Regions from separate parts of the Mus musculus genome. Here all the other regions are linked to region 5. The links are chromatin contacts, called in public HiChIP or PLAC-seq and promoter capture Hi-C maps. All regions are on one chromosome and are shown on one strand. Each heading gives the region's core, a stretch centred on a gene start, on an enhancer-like site or on the middle of the called end of the contact. The rest is flanking DNA. Distances are from core to core; before and after follow the strand shown. Region 1 holds the start of Tmub2 (transmembrane and ubiquitin-like domain containing 2). Region 2 holds the start of G6pc3 (glucose 6 phosphatase, catalytic, 3). Region 3 holds the start of Ppy (pancreatic polypeptide). Region 4 holds the start of Rpl27 (ribosomal protein L27). Region 5 holds the start of Etv4 (ets variant 4). Region 6 holds the start of Cd300lg (CD300 molecule like family member G).

What was found. Promoter capture Hi-C pulls out the DNA fragments that hold promoters and counts their contacts. HiChIP or PLAC-seq counts read pairs in DNA pulled down with a chosen protein or histone mark. Capture Hi-C pulls out chosen DNA fragments and counts their contacts.
Region 1: a contact with region 5 is called in an HNF4G HiChIP or PLAC-seq map of pancreatic cancer cells. The contact joins the promoter of Tmub2 here to the promoter of Etv4 in region 5. A contact is called at or near these places in 1 of 115 datasets of contacts at active chromatin or transcription factors (pancreatic cancer cells) and 1 of 9 other capture datasets (pancreatic islet).
Region 2: a promoter capture Hi-C map of adipose tissue shows a contact between it and region 5. The contact joins the promoter of G6pc3 here to the promoter of Etv4 in region 5. A contact is called at or near these places in 1 of 484 Hi-C or Micro-C datasets (embryonic stem cells), 2 of 115 datasets of contacts at active chromatin or transcription factors (differentiating embryonic stem cells and extraembryonic endoderm stem cells) and 1 of 9 other capture datasets (adipose tissue).
Region 3: a contact with region 5 is called in an H3K4me3 HiChIP or PLAC-seq map of forebrain, with 2.6 times the contacts expected there. The contact joins the promoter of Ppy here to the promoter of Etv4 in region 5. A contact is called at or near these places in 1 of 39 promoter capture datasets (neural stem cells), 3 of 115 datasets of contacts at active chromatin or transcription factors (embryonic midbrain, forebrain and pancreatic cancer cells) and 2 of 9 other capture datasets (liver and pancreatic islet).
Region 4: an HNF4G HiChIP or PLAC-seq map of pancreatic cancer cells shows a contact between it and region 5. The contact joins the promoter of Rpl27 here to the promoter of Etv4 in region 5.
Region 6: a promoter capture Hi-C map of embryonic stem cells shows a contact between it and region 5, with 2.1 times the contacts expected there. The contact joins the promoter of Cd300lg here to the promoter of Etv4 in region 5. A contact is called at or near these places in 1 of 39 promoter capture datasets (embryonic stem cells), 3 of 484 Hi-C or Micro-C datasets (cortical neurons, embryonic stem cells and forebrain), 1 of 115 datasets of contacts at active chromatin or transcription factors (embryonic stem cells) and 3 of 9 other capture datasets (adipose tissue, macrophages and pancreatic islet).

Annotation. Positions count from the first base shown.
Region 1 is chr11:102,283,638-102,286,337 of GRCm38.p6, reverse strand. Tmub2 (transmembrane and ubiquitin-like domain containing 2) reads right to left here and starts at 1,387. Exons shown (of 4, transcript NM_028076.4): 1 at 1,250-1,387; 2 at 620-674. The coding sequence starts at 654.
Region 2 is chr11:102,188,315-102,191,014 of GRCm38.p6, reverse strand. G6pc3 (glucose 6 phosphatase, catalytic, 3) reads right to left here and starts at 1,316. Exons shown (of 6, transcript NM_175935.3): 1 at 872-1,316. The coding sequence starts at 1,089.
Region 3 is chr11:102,099,947-102,102,646 of GRCm38.p6, reverse strand. Ppy (pancreatic polypeptide) reads left to right here and starts at 1,328. Exons shown (of 4, transcript NM_008918.2): 1 at 1,328-1,381; 2 at 1,936-2,126; 3 at 2,364-2,481; 4 at 2,581-2,700. The coding sequence starts at 1,936. The coding sequence ends at 2,475.
Region 4 is chr11:101,440,915-101,443,614 of GRCm38.p6, reverse strand. Rpl27 (ribosomal protein L27) reads right to left here and starts at 1,370. Exons shown (of 5, transcript NM_011289.3): 1 at 1,159-1,370; 2 at 810-892; 3 at 1-114. The coding sequence starts at 890.
Region 5 is chr11:101,783,905-101,786,604 of GRCm38.p6, reverse strand. Etv4 (ets variant 4) reads left to right here and starts at 1,295. Exons shown (of 13, transcript NM_001316365.1): 1 at 1,295-1,497; 2 at 1,978-2,088; 3 at 2,282-2,375; 4 at 2,591-2,638. The coding sequence starts at 2,029. Gm39392 (a long non-coding RNA gene) reads right to left here and starts at 1,284. Exons shown (of 3, transcript XR_880221.3): 1 at 1-1,284.
Region 6 is chr11:102,040,129-102,042,828 of GRCm38.p6, reverse strand. Cd300lg (CD300 molecule like family member G) reads right to left here and starts at 1,318. Exons shown (of 7, transcript NM_027987.3): 1 at 1,196-1,318. The coding sequence starts at 1,238.

The DNA of each region.
Region 1 (2,700 bases), core at 138-2,637, 500 kb before region 5:
TACAAGGTTCAAGACAAGTCTCCACTACTTAGCAAGTTCAAGGCTGCCTAAGGCTACACGAGACAGCTTCAAGAAAACCATTGCCCAAGTAGAAATTATTTGGAAATACTTCCCAACGGTTCCCACTATCCTTCTTTCAATCTGTCTTGTGCTATGAAGGTTTTCCCTCTCTGCGGCTTCTGAGAAAGCATTGGAGGCTCTCTGCATATTCCTCGGAGTACCGTCTCTTTTCCTTGGAGAATCTACGTTCACAGCTGTCTCTGGGCAAATCCATCTGGTGATTATCATCATCAGACTACTCTCACAGCACCCACAAAACATCATTACACTCATAACCTGTCCATTTCTTCATTGACTCCTGGAAGATAAGAACCGAGGGTAGTTCTCTTTGTTTGAAGCTCTTAATGCAATGTCACAGTAGCTGCTCAAGGAATATTTGTAGAACACACCAACACTCTCAGAAGCGTTTCCACAGCCTTATTTACACAGATTGGCCCTGGAGTCAGGGAAGCGATTCTGGGTCACTGTCTAGCCCCTCTTCTAGCTATGCAATGTCCAGCAACGTTCTCAAAGCCTCAGCTTTCTCAACAGTAAAGTGGGGTTTAAAATGGTTACCTACCTCATAAGGTTGTTTTGAAGAAGACGTGAAATCATCGAAGCAAAAATAATTAACACTGTTCAATAAACAAATGATAGCAATTACGTCTCACTCCCATAACTAACCCCTGTTGGTCAGGTTAGTGTCAGGAACCGTGATGTACACAAAAGGAAACTGTGGCAAAGACAGATGGAAGCGGAGGACACAAGGAACTGCCGCGGGCAGGGGCCAGATAGGGGACCTGCATCTGTCTGACCAAGGCCTCGGCTTTCTCCTCAGCCTGTGGACGATCCTGACCGCACTGTGGGGAGTCGTCCCCGACCGTGCTTTTTTCTGGGGTGAAGGTTCTGCGTCTGAAAGGTCCTATTCCCTTGGCAGTGGAGTCCATCAGCACCCCCCACCCCACCCCCGAGCCGAGGAGCTTCCGGGTTTCGGTCGCAGTGCCCAAGCCCGACTCTCCGGGACAGTGATGGTTTAGGGTCAGGTGAAGAAGCGAGGGTCGGGAGGTAGGGGGGTCACAAACCATCCACACCCCTCAAACTTCGGGGCGGGGCAGAGGAGAGGGGGCGGAGCTTGAGGACGCGAGGAGTCATGGGAGATTAAAGGGGGTTTGGATGGTTACTGTGCCTCGATGGGGAAGGAAAGCCTCACCTGACAAAGCCAGGATAAATGTTTTGACTTCGCCAGGACAGTCTTTGTAGTTCTCTTTCCGTAGGGGTCAGGGGAGGGGCTGGCAACTCAGGATTCTGTCCAGGGTCCGATCTCTTCCGGCTTTTCTCGGAAGCTGTTAACATCCAGGACAGGAAGTCCCGCCTCCCCGCCTTGTACTGATGACGCAAAGCTACGTAAGGCGGACTGACGTAAACGTAATCTTTAAATAAAAGGGCCAGGTTGCGCCGCGGCAGAAGGGGAGGAGTCATTGTTGGCGGGATTTCGGACCTCCGGCAGTAAGACCACGCCCATTAGGCGTGGCCTCGGACCTCCTGGAGGTCGGAGGCGGGGCCAAAAGAGAAGAGGCGGGGGAAGGTGTTTGTGGGGGGCGTGGTTTCATGCTTAGACGATTGCCCTGGCAAGCTCTCCTGGTCCACCCGCCGCTAGGTTTCCTTCTTTCCCGCCTGGTTTTTCCTTCCGGTTTGGTTCTCTAGCTCCAGAGCTAATGAGATTCATTACTGCTTCGCCAATGCACACCAGGCTCCAAGGTTGGGAGCGGTAAAGTCTGCTATTTTTGACTTCTAAGACAGTTGTTCCTCGAGGAGATGGGCAAGAATACAAATTAAAGTCTTAAGTACTTGAAGATTTCTACCTCGTATAGCTTTAATAAATGAAGCGGGAAGGCATTTTAAAGAGATACAAATACAGTGCCCTCAGCCGGGCAGTGGTGGCACACGCATTTAATCCCAGCACTTGGGAGGCAGAGGCAGGCTGATTTCTGAGTTCGAGGCCAGCCGGGTCTACAAGTAGTGAGTTCCAGGACAGCCAGGGCTATACAGAGAAACCCTGTCTCGAAAAACAAACAAACAAACAAAAAACAAATAGAGTGCCTTCTTAAGAAAGGATTTTTTTTCTTTTACTTGTTTCTATGTGTATGCCGCGTGTGTGGGTACTTGCAGAGCCCAGAAGAGGGCATTGGATCTCCATGAGCTAGGGTTACAAGAGGTTGTAAATCGCCAGTCTTGAGTGCTGGGGAGAGAACTCAGGTCTTCTGGCAAGAAGAACAAGTGCTCTTAACCATTGAACCATCTCTCCAAGTCTATCACCCTGGATTAGTTTTTCCTTTTTTTTTTTTTTTTTTTGGTTTTGTTTGATTGTTGATTCACTATGTAGAAGAGCAAGCAGCCTTTCTCAACCTTTGAGTCTAACGACTCATTCAGAGGTCGCATATCGGATTTTATATTAGTATTCATAAGAGTAGCAAAATTACAGTTGTGAAGTAGCACCAAAAATAACTTTACAGAGAACCAGTGTAGTGGATGATCTTTCCCATCTGGGCACCACCATGAGATTAACCCAGTGTTTTGATGGTCTTGGTCACTTTAAGAAATGTATTACATTTTATTTATTGATTGAGTATATGTAGATGTGTGCACTACAGCCCAAACGTG
Region 2 (2,700 bases), core at 67-2,566, 400 kb before region 5:
CTTGTGGAGAAGGGCGGGAGGGAGAGGGACAAATTGTCTGCTTTCCAGCTTGTCATGTTAGCTTATTCTATGTCTCTTTATGATCCTTGCTTCCTCCTTCAAGGCTGGGGAGCCTGGGCAACAGCAGTGTTGAGTAACTCCCTTCTGTACTCCGAAAAGACAGAAAAACAAACAAGCAAACAAACACGGTGGCCCAGATAAACCCCAAGGGCTGCAGGAGGCCCAGCAGTGTGGGGCCACTGGCTTCTTAGAATGAGAAAGCTAGACTAAGTACTGGGGAGAGAAGAAAAGTGTTCCTTGCAGGTAGGGTAAGGATTCCCTTTAGTGACTGGCATTGAGTGGCTTCTAAATTTCATTGGGCACATTATAATCGGGGGTGGGGGTGGGGGGCTTGTTAAAGTGCAGATCTGGCCTGGAGCTTTAGAGTCTGTATTTCTAGTAAGTCTTCAAGCATTGACTCTGCTTTTGAGCTTAAACCAGGGACCACATCTTAATGAAACTGGTGCCTAGTTTAATGTCAAACAAATGGATAGATGAATAAGATGTTCAGCTAAGAAAGAAGATTTTCGGCTACCTACATTTCTAGTAATAACTGCTAAAACGCAGATTTCCAACTACAACTAAATTTGGAGTTACGAAATCAGTAGGTCTGAGGCGGAGACTGTATTTGCAGTTGAACACGCCCCTTAAGTCGTTTCTCTGATCCGGATAGTTGAGGATGGGTGAACTGTGAGATCTGAGGTGAAGACTAGGGCCTAAGGGGATAAGAATAGGTAGAAAAGTGTTTGCCTTTGAGGTAACTACTTGAGGGAGATCAGGGCCCCAAAGGGATAAGGGGACCAGGATGCCCGAAGGCTTCTCTCTGTCTCACCACTTGAAGACAAGGTTGAGCCACTCAGCAATGAAGGTGATCCAGAGCACGGAGATGCCCAGGCGGCGGGAGGCGTAGTAGGCCGCGGGGAAGCAGAACTGAAAAAGATTCTTAGGATCGCCCAGAAAGGTGACCCAGAGCCACATATTCTCTAGCCCGGGAAGCCGGTTCTGTAGTGCTTCAGCCATTATGATGCCCGCGCTCAGCGTGGACTCCATGGTGAATCAGGAGTCCTCTAGCCTGGAGCCCGTTGTAGGGTGCAAGTCGAGGAACCTTAGCAGAAATGAAGCGGCTACCTGCTGGCCCTCTAGAGCCCACCCTTTCTAGCCCCCGGCCCCGCCCTACCCGCCGGGGGTCTAAACCAAGCCCCACCCCCGCCCCGCCCCGCCCCCGCAGTCCCTGACACGCGCGAGTTGGAGCCGTAGCTGGTACTGTTTCCTCCGGCTTTCTTCCTCGGCCTTCCTCTCTACTGGACAGCGGAGGGGACAAACCTTTGCGAAGGCGTTTCCTCAAGGCCCCACGTGGCCGCTGTTGCTAGCACGTGGGCTGCCAGCGTAGTGCAGAAACCCGCTGCTGTTCCGGGTCAGGGGACCGATGAACCTGGGAACCAGCTCTGTGTCCCGGTTCCTTGTTCTGCTGCTGCGAAGTCGATGTCTAATCTCCAGGGCGAGGGTTTCTTCTGGATCTGATCTCTGTTTTCCAACATCACTACCCATTTTTCTCAAATCTGGACCATTTGGAGAGAAGGGAGTCAAAGCCCGACCTCCAGTTGCACACAGTCTTAGTTGACATCTACCTGTCTCTAGCTCAGGATTCTCCCATTCTATTTCATCCACGTCTTCCTTCAAGAATCCAGAGCTTAACATGTGTGTGTATGTTATGTGCGAGAAACTTGCCTTGCTCTCACCCCTACCACCCTCCTGCCATTTAAAATTCTTATTGGGCAGCTAAATCAAGAAAGAGATAGTATTTCCATGAAAAGAGGAAGGGCACACGCCTACAGTTTTTGCATTATTAGGAGGGACACAGTCCTAGGGGAGATCTGCTTAGAGCAAAGGAAGGAGCCTGTTGATATACTTCTTTGATTTCTTTTTCCCTCCTTTCTTTGCACGTCCGTGGCGAGGTGGGAGTGGGGAGTGTTTCTAGACAGGGATTGCTCTTAAACTCAAGAGATCCTCCTGCCTTTGCCTCCGGAGTGCTGGAATTTAAGGCTAAAAGCATGCACTACCATGCCCCATGCCCGGCTTTTTGTTTGGTTAGTTTTGTTTTGTTTTTCAAGACATGGTTTCTATGTGTACCTCTGGCAATCTTGGAACTCACTTTATAGACCAGGCCTAGCTCTCATATCCAGAGATCAGCCTGCCTCTGTCTCCCAAGTGCTGAGACTCCCAAGGGCATGAGACCACACCCTTGGATTTCTTAGTGTCTCAAGCAACTTTGTTCTTGAAGTCTGAAGGGTGGTTGAAAATGAAGATATGAAATAAAGAAAGTGTTTTTTAATTGCTTCAAGAAGCCAAAATTTCACACAGATGTTTTTTGTTTGTTTGTTTGTTTAGACATATCCCTGGCTGTCCTGTCACTATGGAGACCAGGCGGGACTTAATTAAGTTCAGAGATCCACCTGCCCCTCTCCCTCTGCTGGGATTAAGCTCTAGTTTATTTATTTTTGAGGTAGATCTGGCCCAGGCTGGCCTCAAACTCCCAATACCTTAGGATTGCTGAGATTATAGGTATGGACTATCCACTATTTACCTATTTATTGTGTTGTTTAGATTTGTTTGTTTGTTTGTTTTAGGTTTTTTGAGACAGGGTTTCTTCTGTATAACAGA
Region 3 (2,700 bases), core at 79-2,578, 320 kb before region 5:
GAAACCTGAGCCCAGAGAAGGGGCCAGGATCGCTGAGAAATGAACTCTACTTACTTTGAGCGGCTGGTGCTCTTCTTGCTACCTTAAATGAGAGCCGAGAGGAAAAGGCTCTTTGATTCTTCAAGTCTGGGGATGGATGCAATGAGCCCACCTTACAGAGTAAGAAATCGAACCCTAGGAGCTCTAATTGGATCATGCTCCCAACAGGAGGGCAGTGACGCGGACTTCAATTGGAGCTAGGCCTATCTGACCTCTAACCTTATCAGGACAGATGCCTGCTGTCACCTTCTCCCCTCTCACTTCCTGCGTTCCCAGAGCCCGCGGTGATGATTCTTGTTCTGTCCTGAGAGCAGAACATCGGGAGAGAGAGAGGCCCTTGCTCCCTTCACAGGGGTCAAAATAAACAGAGCCAGTGACTGCTCTTGGCTTGAGCAGGGTGGAGGTCTGTCTGGGAAAAGGACACTGAACATGAAAGGGACAAGTGGCTTCTCCTGTCACGCAGTGGCACCAGAAGAATCTCTCAGGGGAGGAAGTGAAGGCTGACCCTGAGTCTTGGACAAGCGTTCCCTCCTCTGGTAGTCTCCCCACTTTTTGTCTGTTAAATAGGTTCCCTTGTAGGGGTTCAGTGGGACGACAGCATGGCATTTTTTGGGGGGCAACTTGAAGCTTATAAGTGATGCTGGTTTTTAGCACTCCCCTGGGACAGAGCTCTGTGCTGGGAAAGGAAACAGCTGCCAGGAACTGTCCCTTCCCCACGAACCCTGTGGCCTCTGAACCCTGGCCCACAGGACCTAAGCTGGCATTCGATACACGCATCAAATGGCTTTCTCCACTCCCTTCCAAGTGGCTTTAGGATGTGAGACATCTCTGTCCCTTCCTTGATCTAGCTGGATTGAAGGCCCGAATTCCATCCCTCATGGTAGGGGTAAAGCCTAGCTTCAGCTTCTATCCAGACCCCAAGGAAAGCCTATTGGCGACTGGGGTTGTCTCTGGGGAGGCCATGCTGAGGCTAGTGGCTAGAACCTTTGGGTTACCATGTCAGGATCCTGTCATTTATGAATCAAACCTCTTCTGGTGTCCAAAGCTGGATACGGACCCCCATGAGACCTTGTCATGGTCCAGTTTTTTCTTCTGTGCTCCTCCGACATCTAGAATGCTGACCTGGTGCTTTCCTGTTTCTGGCCACAGTGCCCGTGTTTCAGAAACCAGGCAGAGAGCAAAAGGGGGGTGGTGGTGGTTAAAGGCTGGCAGCAAGAAAGGCTGACAGGAGGCGGGGACTCTGGGGGTGCTGAGGACTATAAAGGGGCACAGCCATGAACAGGGAGACAGTCCAGCAGGAGGTAGGTGTCTGGGCCCAACACTCACTAGCTCAGCACACAGGGTAAGTGAGCTCACTCTGTCCTGCCTCTGGGGACTCCTTGGGTTGAGGCTGGTGATGGAGGGTCGGAATTGGTGCTTCGTAGGGCTGGATCCCTCAAGGGACCTAAAGTCCTCCTTGGGTCTTTCTCTGCATCTGGACAAACCTGTCAGTGGAAAGCAGGACCCACCGTGTCATAGACTTCTGTCCCTTTGCTTTACAAGTTAATTCTGTGTCCCCCACCCTGTGGTTCCCACCAGCTCTGGCTACTCCTGCCTCCTCAGAGCCATCAGTGTCCTAAGTCCTGTGTATCCAGCCTTCATACCTAGTTCTTCTGCTGTTTTTTTATGTTGCCAAGGCTTGGGTACTCTGGCTGCTGGCTTGAGGGGTGTGTATGTGGAGGTGTCCTGTTTTCTAGGGAAGGAAGGTGGTTGATGCTGGTGGCTCCTGGGTCTGCCCTTGTCCCCAGGCTTGGCTTGAAGAAATGTGTGGTAGGTGGTGGCTGGGCAGGTAGGTCTTGGACACAGGAGGATCTGCTGATGGGCTGTGTTCTGCTTCCACGATTCCTTGTTCATTAGATGGCCGTCGCATACTGCTGCCTCTCCCTGTTTCTCGTATCCACTTGGGTGGCTCTGCTGCTGCAGCCCCTGCAGGGGACCTGGGGAGCCCCCCTGGAGCCAATGTACCCAGGCGACTATGCGACACCTGAGCAGATGGCACAATATGAAACTCAGCTCCGCAGATACATCAACACACTGACCAGGCCTAGGTAGGGTGGTGTGTGTGTGTGTGTGTGTGTGTGTGTGTGTGTGTGTGAGAGAGAGAGAGAGAGAGAGAGAGAGAGAGAGCTCTTTAACCCTAGTCTCTTCAATGCCTGCTCTGAGAAAAAAATACTTCTGAGTGGCTTGGATCCATGGGCCGTGGGCAGGAAAGCGTCTACGTGGGGGATACAAAGCAGGTGACTGACAGTGAGAACTATACTTATCCCAGCTGTCTTCCTTCCCAGGTATGGGAAGAGAGCCGAGGAGGAGAACACAGGTGGACTTCCTGGAGTGCAGCTCTCCCCCTGCACCAGCCCCCCAGTTGGCTTGATTCCCTGCTCTGCGCCCTGGAGCTGAAGGCAGGTGTGGAAAGGGGGGGATCCAGAGGAGGCGGAGTAAGGGAAAACAAGGTCTTGGGGTACAAGGACTGTCCTTCCTCATGATTCCCTTCTTTCATTACAGGGAGCTCTGCCCAATGGACTTGCAGCCTCTCTTGTCTTCAGCCCGTGGCTGTAGGAGAGTACAGGTCCAGCTCTTTCCTCTGCAGTCTTGCAACAACCTGCTCCCTTGCAAACTAAATAA
Region 4 (2,700 bases), core at 121-2,620, 340 kb after region 5:
TCGCTTGGCGATCTTCTTCTTGCCCATGGCAGCTGTCACTTTCCGGGGATAGCGGTCAATTCCAGCCACCAGGGCATGGCTGTAAGGGCGGTCCGAGGTGCCATCGTCAATGTTCTAGACGAGAAAAGGGAAAAAGAAAAGTCACGTTACTGCTTCGGCCCCATCTTAGTAAAACTATGTTTACTGAATACACCCTCCACATCTCTAGATTACTCCTTTAATGCTAAGAGTCAACAGGACAGTAACTCTGAGTTAGCCAGTGTTGACTCCTGTCACAAGGAGATTTAGAAGTCCATCAAGGCTAACACTCAAAGTGACCCCTAACACCTTCCCCCATGAAGCTAGTTAAGGTTAAAGCCCAGACTGCAAAGCGGGCAGCCTAACTAACCGGTTCTAGCTAAATGACAGGAGCAGGAAGCTGGAGAGGCCAGTGGTCTTGTGGCTAGGACCACAAGGGTTTATAAAACTGGTAAGAGGCAAGTAGCAAAACGCTCAAACACACCCAGGGGATGCTCTCTAAGTGTAAGTAGTGTCTCCCATCCTACATCCTCTCAGCTGCCTGCAGCACCCATTACTTTGACCTTAAGTAACTTAACACCTCGAAACCTTAGTGCCGGAAATTAAGTTACTGCAAGAACTATACACCACAGCTGTAATATGTACAATACACAGTGGCCACCATTACTACCCATTATGCATTCGCCAGTGCCTATTGTTAGGACAGATCTTAAATTCCCATCCGGCTCATCTTATCCAGCAGCCGAAATCCGCACATGCAAGCAGTCTCAAGAGCCCCGGGGGTCTGGTACCTTCACGATGACGGCTTTGCGTCCGGAGTAGCGTCCGGCCAGGACCAGCACCACTTTCCCGGGTTTCATGAACTTGCCCATCTCTGCAGAGACAAAGACAAGGAAGGAGCCGCTCACAAGTGTGTAAAGCGGAAGGCCCCGGAGCCGACGTCTACCTGCGAGCCCCGGTCGTAGGCCCGCGACTTTAGATCACCCGCTGCCGACTCCGCCACGCGGCCCGGAGGTCCTGCTCGAGGGATGCGACTCCCCGTGAAGCCGCCAGAGGCTCAGAGTCCGAATGAGCCCAGCAACCCGACCCCGGGACCGCGATGGCGGCGGATTGCAAGACCCTCTCCAGGCCTTTACTCACCGACAGCAGGCAGCCGGCACCCAGCAGAAAGGAAAGGAGGGCACTTCCGCTAACCTTTCACCTTACGGAGAGGTGGCTTCACTTCCTGTCCCGCCTCCCAGGCCCAGCCATGCCCCACGGTTGGTGGTCAAAGTTGTTGGCGGAAGGAGCTCGTCAGGGAGGGTCGGGCACTGCGTTTTTGAACCAAGCTTTATTAGCAGCACGAGCAGCAGACAGGAACAGAGCGTTCCGGTTCCGGCGTGTGGAGGGAGGAGCGAGGATGACACCTGAATGTGAGCTCTGTTCTGTCCCCTTCATTGCTGTAGTCCCCTACTCTGCCACTAGGAGGAGGACAGAGTCTGAAATTCACAGTTTTGCTTTGTAAGACCGGGCTTTGCGGGGGTGTGTGTGTGGGGGGGTGTGGGTGTGTGTGTGTGTGTCAGTGGTGGGCGGGGGTGTGTTTGTGTGTGTGTGTGCTGCATAAACCTGTAATCCCATCGTTTGAGGGGCTGAGACAAGAGTTCCAGTTCTAGTCCAACGTAGGTTACATAGACTCTGTCTTCCATAGGTAAATAAATTACAATTTATTTTAATTTAAATAATTTAAAATTATTATCCATAAGAAACAAAATGACAGCCGGGCGTGGTGGCGCACGCCTTTAATCCCAGCACTTGGGAGGCAGAGGCAGGCGGATTTCTGAGTTCGAGGCCAGCCAGGTCTACAAAGTGAGTTCCAGGACAGCCAGGGCTATAAAGAGAAACCCTGTCTCGAAAAACCAAAAAAAAAAAAAAAAAAAAAAAAAGAAACAAAATGACCTCCTCGCGCACAGTTAGATGAAAAATGAAAAATGGAAAAGATCAGACAGTATCCTTATCTCCAACATTCAACCCGATGATGTCAGATATTGACTACAATAAGCATGTGGTACTCCTAGCTTTTAAAATATATTTTTAAATTAAAATATATATTATATATTTGTATATATATATATATATATATATATATATATATATATACACACATATATGTTGAGATTTAGATTTTGTTTTGTTTTGTTTGGTTTGGTTTTTTTTTTGAGACAGGGTTTCTTTGTGTAGCCCTGGCTGTCCTGGAACTCACTCTGTAGACCAGGCTGGCCTCGATAGATTTATTTTTATTTTTTTGTATGAGTATTTTGCTTTTTTGCCTGCATGTATGTATATGCACCAAGATGAGTGTCTATTCTCCAAGGAGGTCAGAGGAAAATGTTGGATGCCCTGGAACTGGTTTTACAGATGATTGTGAGTCACTGTGTGGGTGCTGGGAATTGAGCCTGGGTTCTCTGCAGATCTTCTGCAAGAGCAGAAACTGCTCTAAGTACCATCATCTCTCCAGCCCCTATTTATTATTACTTCAATATTTTTCAGTTCATTTTTTTTTTTTTTAAAGATTTATTTATTATTTTATGTAAGTACACTGTAGCTGTCTTCAGACACACCAGAAGAGGGAGTCAGATCTTGTTACAGATGGTTGTGAGCCACCATGTGGTTGCTGGGATTTGAACTCTGGACCTTCGGAAGAGC
Region 5 (2,700 bases), core at 46-2,545:
CATGAAAAGGGGGGTCCCTAGAGGAGAGCGGCAGCAGGTTCAAACTTTAAAGAACAGTTTGGTAGGTAAAGGGGAGGAGTTTGTGTGGCAGAAAGAGCCCAGTTCAGGTGCCAGGGGGTTAAGGTTTTTGTCCCTTCTCTGACTCCTACAGGCTGGAAGAGATTGCATGCACCTTTTCTTTCTCAGAAGTACTGTTTGGTTAGACAGATGAACTTTGAAAGCAGCCCTGTGGGCCTGTGGGTCCTTGTGACGGCATCTAAAGCAACCCAGATCCCAAGGGAGGTAGTCTTTCTCACACTTGCTTGGCGCCCAGCACCATGTCTGACACAGCAGATATTTACTGAAGGCAGTGATGCTCGAATGACAAACACTAAGATCAACCTCTTGGACAAAATTGGAACCCATCCTGTCTTTTGATCACCAAGTCACTTGGGATTTCTGCTTCCTATCATAAGGAGTAAGATGGCAGCGAGAGAGACATCCTTGAGCCTCTTGTTGGCAAAGCCTCGAATGAATGATAAAGCGGGTCACAGAATAAGCAACTCTACAGATCACAGACCCGTGAGAAAGCCGGTTTGAGCCAGTTTACATTTACTGAGCACCAACTGTGCCTCCATTTGTTTTCAAGTAGCTCGGGGTCTCAGAGGGCTGCACAGAAGACCTTGGTGGCTTTGAAACGCTAATGCCCCTCAGTGACAAGCTGAGTTACCTCAGGTGAGGAGGCCATGGTGTCTTTCTTAGCTTTCTTCCATTTTCATTTGTAAAGTAAAATGGAAACCGCTCCGCAGCACCACGTTATGGGAAGGAAATTAGCACGTGGAGGCAGAGCGCTTCATAAATGCTAGTTATTATGGTTCCTCTGGGCGCACAAGTCCGTTTGCCTCCCCCTCCCCCCAGGGCACACAGACGTGTTCACACTCCCACGTAAGTATAGATGCACAGAGGCGTGAGCTAACGCCAGCGGAAGGAGCTCAGGGGTCCTTAGACCCAAAACCCAGGTTGGAACCCGTGGAGAAGCTGCCGGGTCTTCAGCTTCCGTCTTTTTTTCTCAATTCTTTATGAATGAACTAAAGCCGAAAGGAGTTTATTTTTTTATGAATGGAAGTCCAAAAAGTGAATGAAGCCAGGAGCCAGCCCCTACTTTCTGATTGGTCTTCGTGGCTGGGAAACTCCTCCCTCAAGCTCAGCTAGCCGAGTCTGAGGATTGGCGGGCGTGCCCGGCCCTGGGGTTTCATTCACAAAAGTCAATGAAACAAAGGGAACCGGTGGGGAGGGGCGGGGGAAGAGCGAGAACGGAGGCCAAGGCAAAGGAAATGCACCAATCAGCTGCTCCCCCGGGCTCACAACTGTCTGCTGCGCCCGGAAAACAAGCCGGGGCTCTGGGGACCCGGGGCTCAGGCCGCCTCGCTCCGGCCTAGCCCCGCCACCTTAGTTGTGTCATCCCCCGGGCATGCTGAGCATCCCCCCGCGGCTCCGGCACAGACGCCCGGACCTCAGGTGAAGCTGCGGAAGGGGAAGGAAGGGAGAGTGTCTGTGATTTCCCCGCTTCATCTCCCACACACCACACTCTCTCTGTTCGGCGCCCGCTTCCGCACATTCCGGGGCGGGGGTGGGAGGCGTCGGGATTCGAGGCTGGAGGGGGCGCCTGAGTTATGGGCGTGCGAATGGTGTGCGCCGCGCGCGCGCGCCCACATACACACACACACACTCACACACGCGCGCACACACACACGCACACACACGTCTTATGTAACCCAGTTCGGGCTGAGCAGGGCTGCAGAAAGCAGACACACCAACCCCAGCTCAAGGGAGCAGGTGGGACCTCCTTTGGCGGGAGAGGAGTGGCGGTGGAGGCGCTCGGCCGCGCAGGTCCCAGCGAGTCGGAGAAGTTTCGCTGTCCGATCCAAAGCCTCGCGATCGCCCCCTCCCCCCCGCAGCGCTCCCGGGACCGTGTGCGAACTGCCTCCCCCCTCCCAGGTCTCTGCCTCCGCGCGGGGGCCCGGCCCTGTGGCCGGAGGGAGCGGCCGGATGGAGCGGAGGATGAAAGGCGGATACTTGGACCAGCGAGTGCCCTACACCTTCTGCAGCGTGAGCGCCGCGCCGGCCTCCACGCCCGCCCCCGCCCCGCACCCCGCCCCTACTCGCCCCGCAGCCCCCTCCCGGGGGGTCTCAGTGGGTCCAGGACCGCCTGGCCCCTGAGCCACCCCGGGACCCCACCCCCAACCCCAAGCTAGACTCCTCAGGGTGATTCGGGGGCATTCTTCCCCCCTCCTTCCAGCAGAAATCTCCCGGAAATGGGAGCTTGGGCGAAGCGCTGATGGTCCCGCAGGGAAAGCTCATGGACCCGGGCTCCCTGCCGCCTTCCGACTCAGAAGGTAAAGAAACAGACAAACTGCGACCCCTCTGCTTAATCCACGTACATCCATCCCAAAGCCTTATCCTGGACTTCCCCAACCCACGTTTCCCCAAAAGTCAAACCACTCATTCTTCTCCGTCCCTTATCACCAGTGGGGAGGCTGTAACCCGGGCTCGCCAGGTCTCTTCCCCATATTATCGCCACCTCTTCACCAATCCAATATTCACCCATCAGATCTCTTCCAGGACCTCAGTCACTTCCAAGAGACGTGGCTCGCAGAAGGTGAGTAGTTTTGTTTCCTTCCTAAAATTAGAAGTGGGACATGGGGGGCGGGGGGTTCTTGT
Region 6 (2,700 bases), core at 69-2,568, 260 kb before region 5:
TCCTCTGGGGAACCTTAGAACAAACATGTTATTTGAGAGACACAAGTCAGGCTGGCCAGATGGCTCGAGGGGTAGAGGAGCTTGCGGCTAAGCCTGACAACCTGAGTTCGATCCTCAGGAAGGAGAGAATAGATTCCCAAACGTTGTACACGGACCTTCCTCACATGTACTACAGCATTCATGGACTAATGTGTGCTCATATATGCACACACACACACATGATAAACACATGTAACAAAACCCTTAAAAACAGTGTGAGTTAATGTTATATATTTTTAAGGGAAAACCAAGCAAACATGGCCAACTGAGCAACTGATGTCAGTTACAAGATGTGATGTCTGTCAGTTACAAGATGCGATGTTAGTTATAAGATGTGTCCTGATGAACCCAGCCTGGGGGGGGGGTGCTCTTGATTCAGTTACTTGGAATCAGAGCAAGTTCAAGGCCAGTCTGTCTGAAGCATAAAATGGAGAGAAGGCTAGGGATATAGCTTAGTGGCAAAGCACTCATTTAGCATGCTCCGGGGCCTGGGTTCCACCCCTCCCCCAAGCATTGCCAAGGAGAAAGAAAGGATAAAAAAATTACAAAAGTAAAGAAAGCTTTGCTCCCTGTGGGTGACAGTGTGGTTACTTACTGTCCAGCCCTTTGCCCTCTTGCAATGAACGCACATTTTATAAATATGTATATGTATGTATATGTGTGTGTATGTATATGTGTATATGCGTATGTATGTATGTGTGTATACATATATATTATATACATGCATATACCACACATACTCTCTTTCTCACACACACACATACACAGACACACACATACTAACAATAATAAAATTAAAAAGTAAAGCAAGAAAAAAATGAAAGCAAAGAAAGAAAAAGCAAACTTAGTAGGTATTCAACCAAGTTAGCTGAGCTAACAGGGTAAGTGGATGTATGCTTGCTGCCCTGTGGTCAGAGAGGTTCTGCAGAGCCAGGGAACCCAAGGGAGAAAGACCCTGGGCTCAAGGTGCAAGAGCAGCAAGTGCTGAGCTCAGGGCTGCTGGGCTGCAGATGGGTTGTGAAATAGGGATGTATTCCACCCCACCCCACCCCACCTCCTCATGGTGTGGAGGGAAGGCATAACCACAGACCACAAGAGCGTGCTCAGGCCTGCATCTGTAAGCCCCTCCATCCCAGCCACCTCTGACCCCTCTCACCTGGGAGCACCAGGCAGCCCCATAGCAGGACCAGAGGCCTCATGGTGGGTGCTGGACACTGCAGTTGCCTGCAATTGGGAGCTCTTCTGAGCTTTAGCTTCTGCCGGGCTGGAGCCAGGAAGGGAGGGGTGGGGGGCGGGCCATCGAGCTCAGCTCCGCCTTGGAGGGCCTTCTGCTTTTTCCTTTACTCTTTTCCCCCTTCTACCCAGTGCCAGTTACCACAGGTTGCAGACCCACCCAATCTCCAGCCCCTACTTAGCCTTAATCTGTGATTTGCCTGTGTAATTCATCATGGCCTTTGGGAACCTCTGATATATTGTTTTTCCTTTTGCACATGCCTTTAATCCCAGAGCTTAGGAGGCAGAGGCAGGTGGATTTCTGAGTTCGAGGCCAGCCTGGTCTTCAGAGTGAGTTCCAGGCTATACGGAGAAACCCTGTCTCAAAATAAATAAATAAATAAATAAATAATTCTCAGAGGTGTGCATAACTTGACACTGCTACTATAAGAATCACAAACCCTGGAACAACCAGTCATTGCTGATATCCCCAAATACTTCACTATTTGGGAAATTATTAGTTTTTTGACCTGCCCCTGGATCTGAGTATTAAAGTACTAAATATGGAAGCTTATTTGTTAATTAGTAAATCACTGATAATATATTTTAAACTATATCCCTATTTTTAGCATCTTAATTTAAGCTTATTATTTTCATTGTATTTATTTTTCATGTGCATGGATGGTTTGCCTGCGTGTCTGTGCACCCTGTGTACGCAGTTCTCACAGAGGCCAGAAGAGGGCACTGGATCTCCTGAGGCTGAAGTTACAGATGGCTATGAGCCACCATGCGAGTGCTGGGAATAGAACCAGGGTCCTGGAAAAACAACCTGTGTTCTTAACCGCTGAGCCACCTCTCCAACACTCTATTTTTAGTTTATTAAAAATTTAAAATTATATTTTCAGAAAGCAACTTTATAGAGTCCACCTTCAACATTTTCATAGAGTCCAGGAATCCAGCTGAGAATATCAGGCTTGTAAAGGCCATCTTGTCGGCCCTTCTTTATTTTAAACACGTGAACTTGTTTCATATGCATATGAGCCATTATTTTGGGGTGTGGGAGATCTGTAAGCTTCTTCTCTTCACACTGCTGAAGTGTGAAGGGTAAAAAATTTAAAGACCAATTATATAGCCCTTCTGATCAGCATCCCATTGTCTGGGATGCAGTACCGTCATTGGCCACAGGGCGGCGGCTTCAGCAGGGCTGAGCTGAGCTCTGCGGGAGCTTTGGGTCAGCTGCTTTGAAAGGCGGGTCCCCTGAACCGAGCGCTTTGTCTTGCTGGACACTTGCAAAAGTTAATCAGTGGCTTGTTTCCCCTTTGCAGACTTGCTTATTGCTTCAAGGGAACAGAACAAACGCACGCTAGAGGGAGCTCTGAGCCATTTTCCAAAATAGCTGTCTTTCAGGCTTTCAAAGTCAGTATGACATCTAAGCAAATATTTATATTA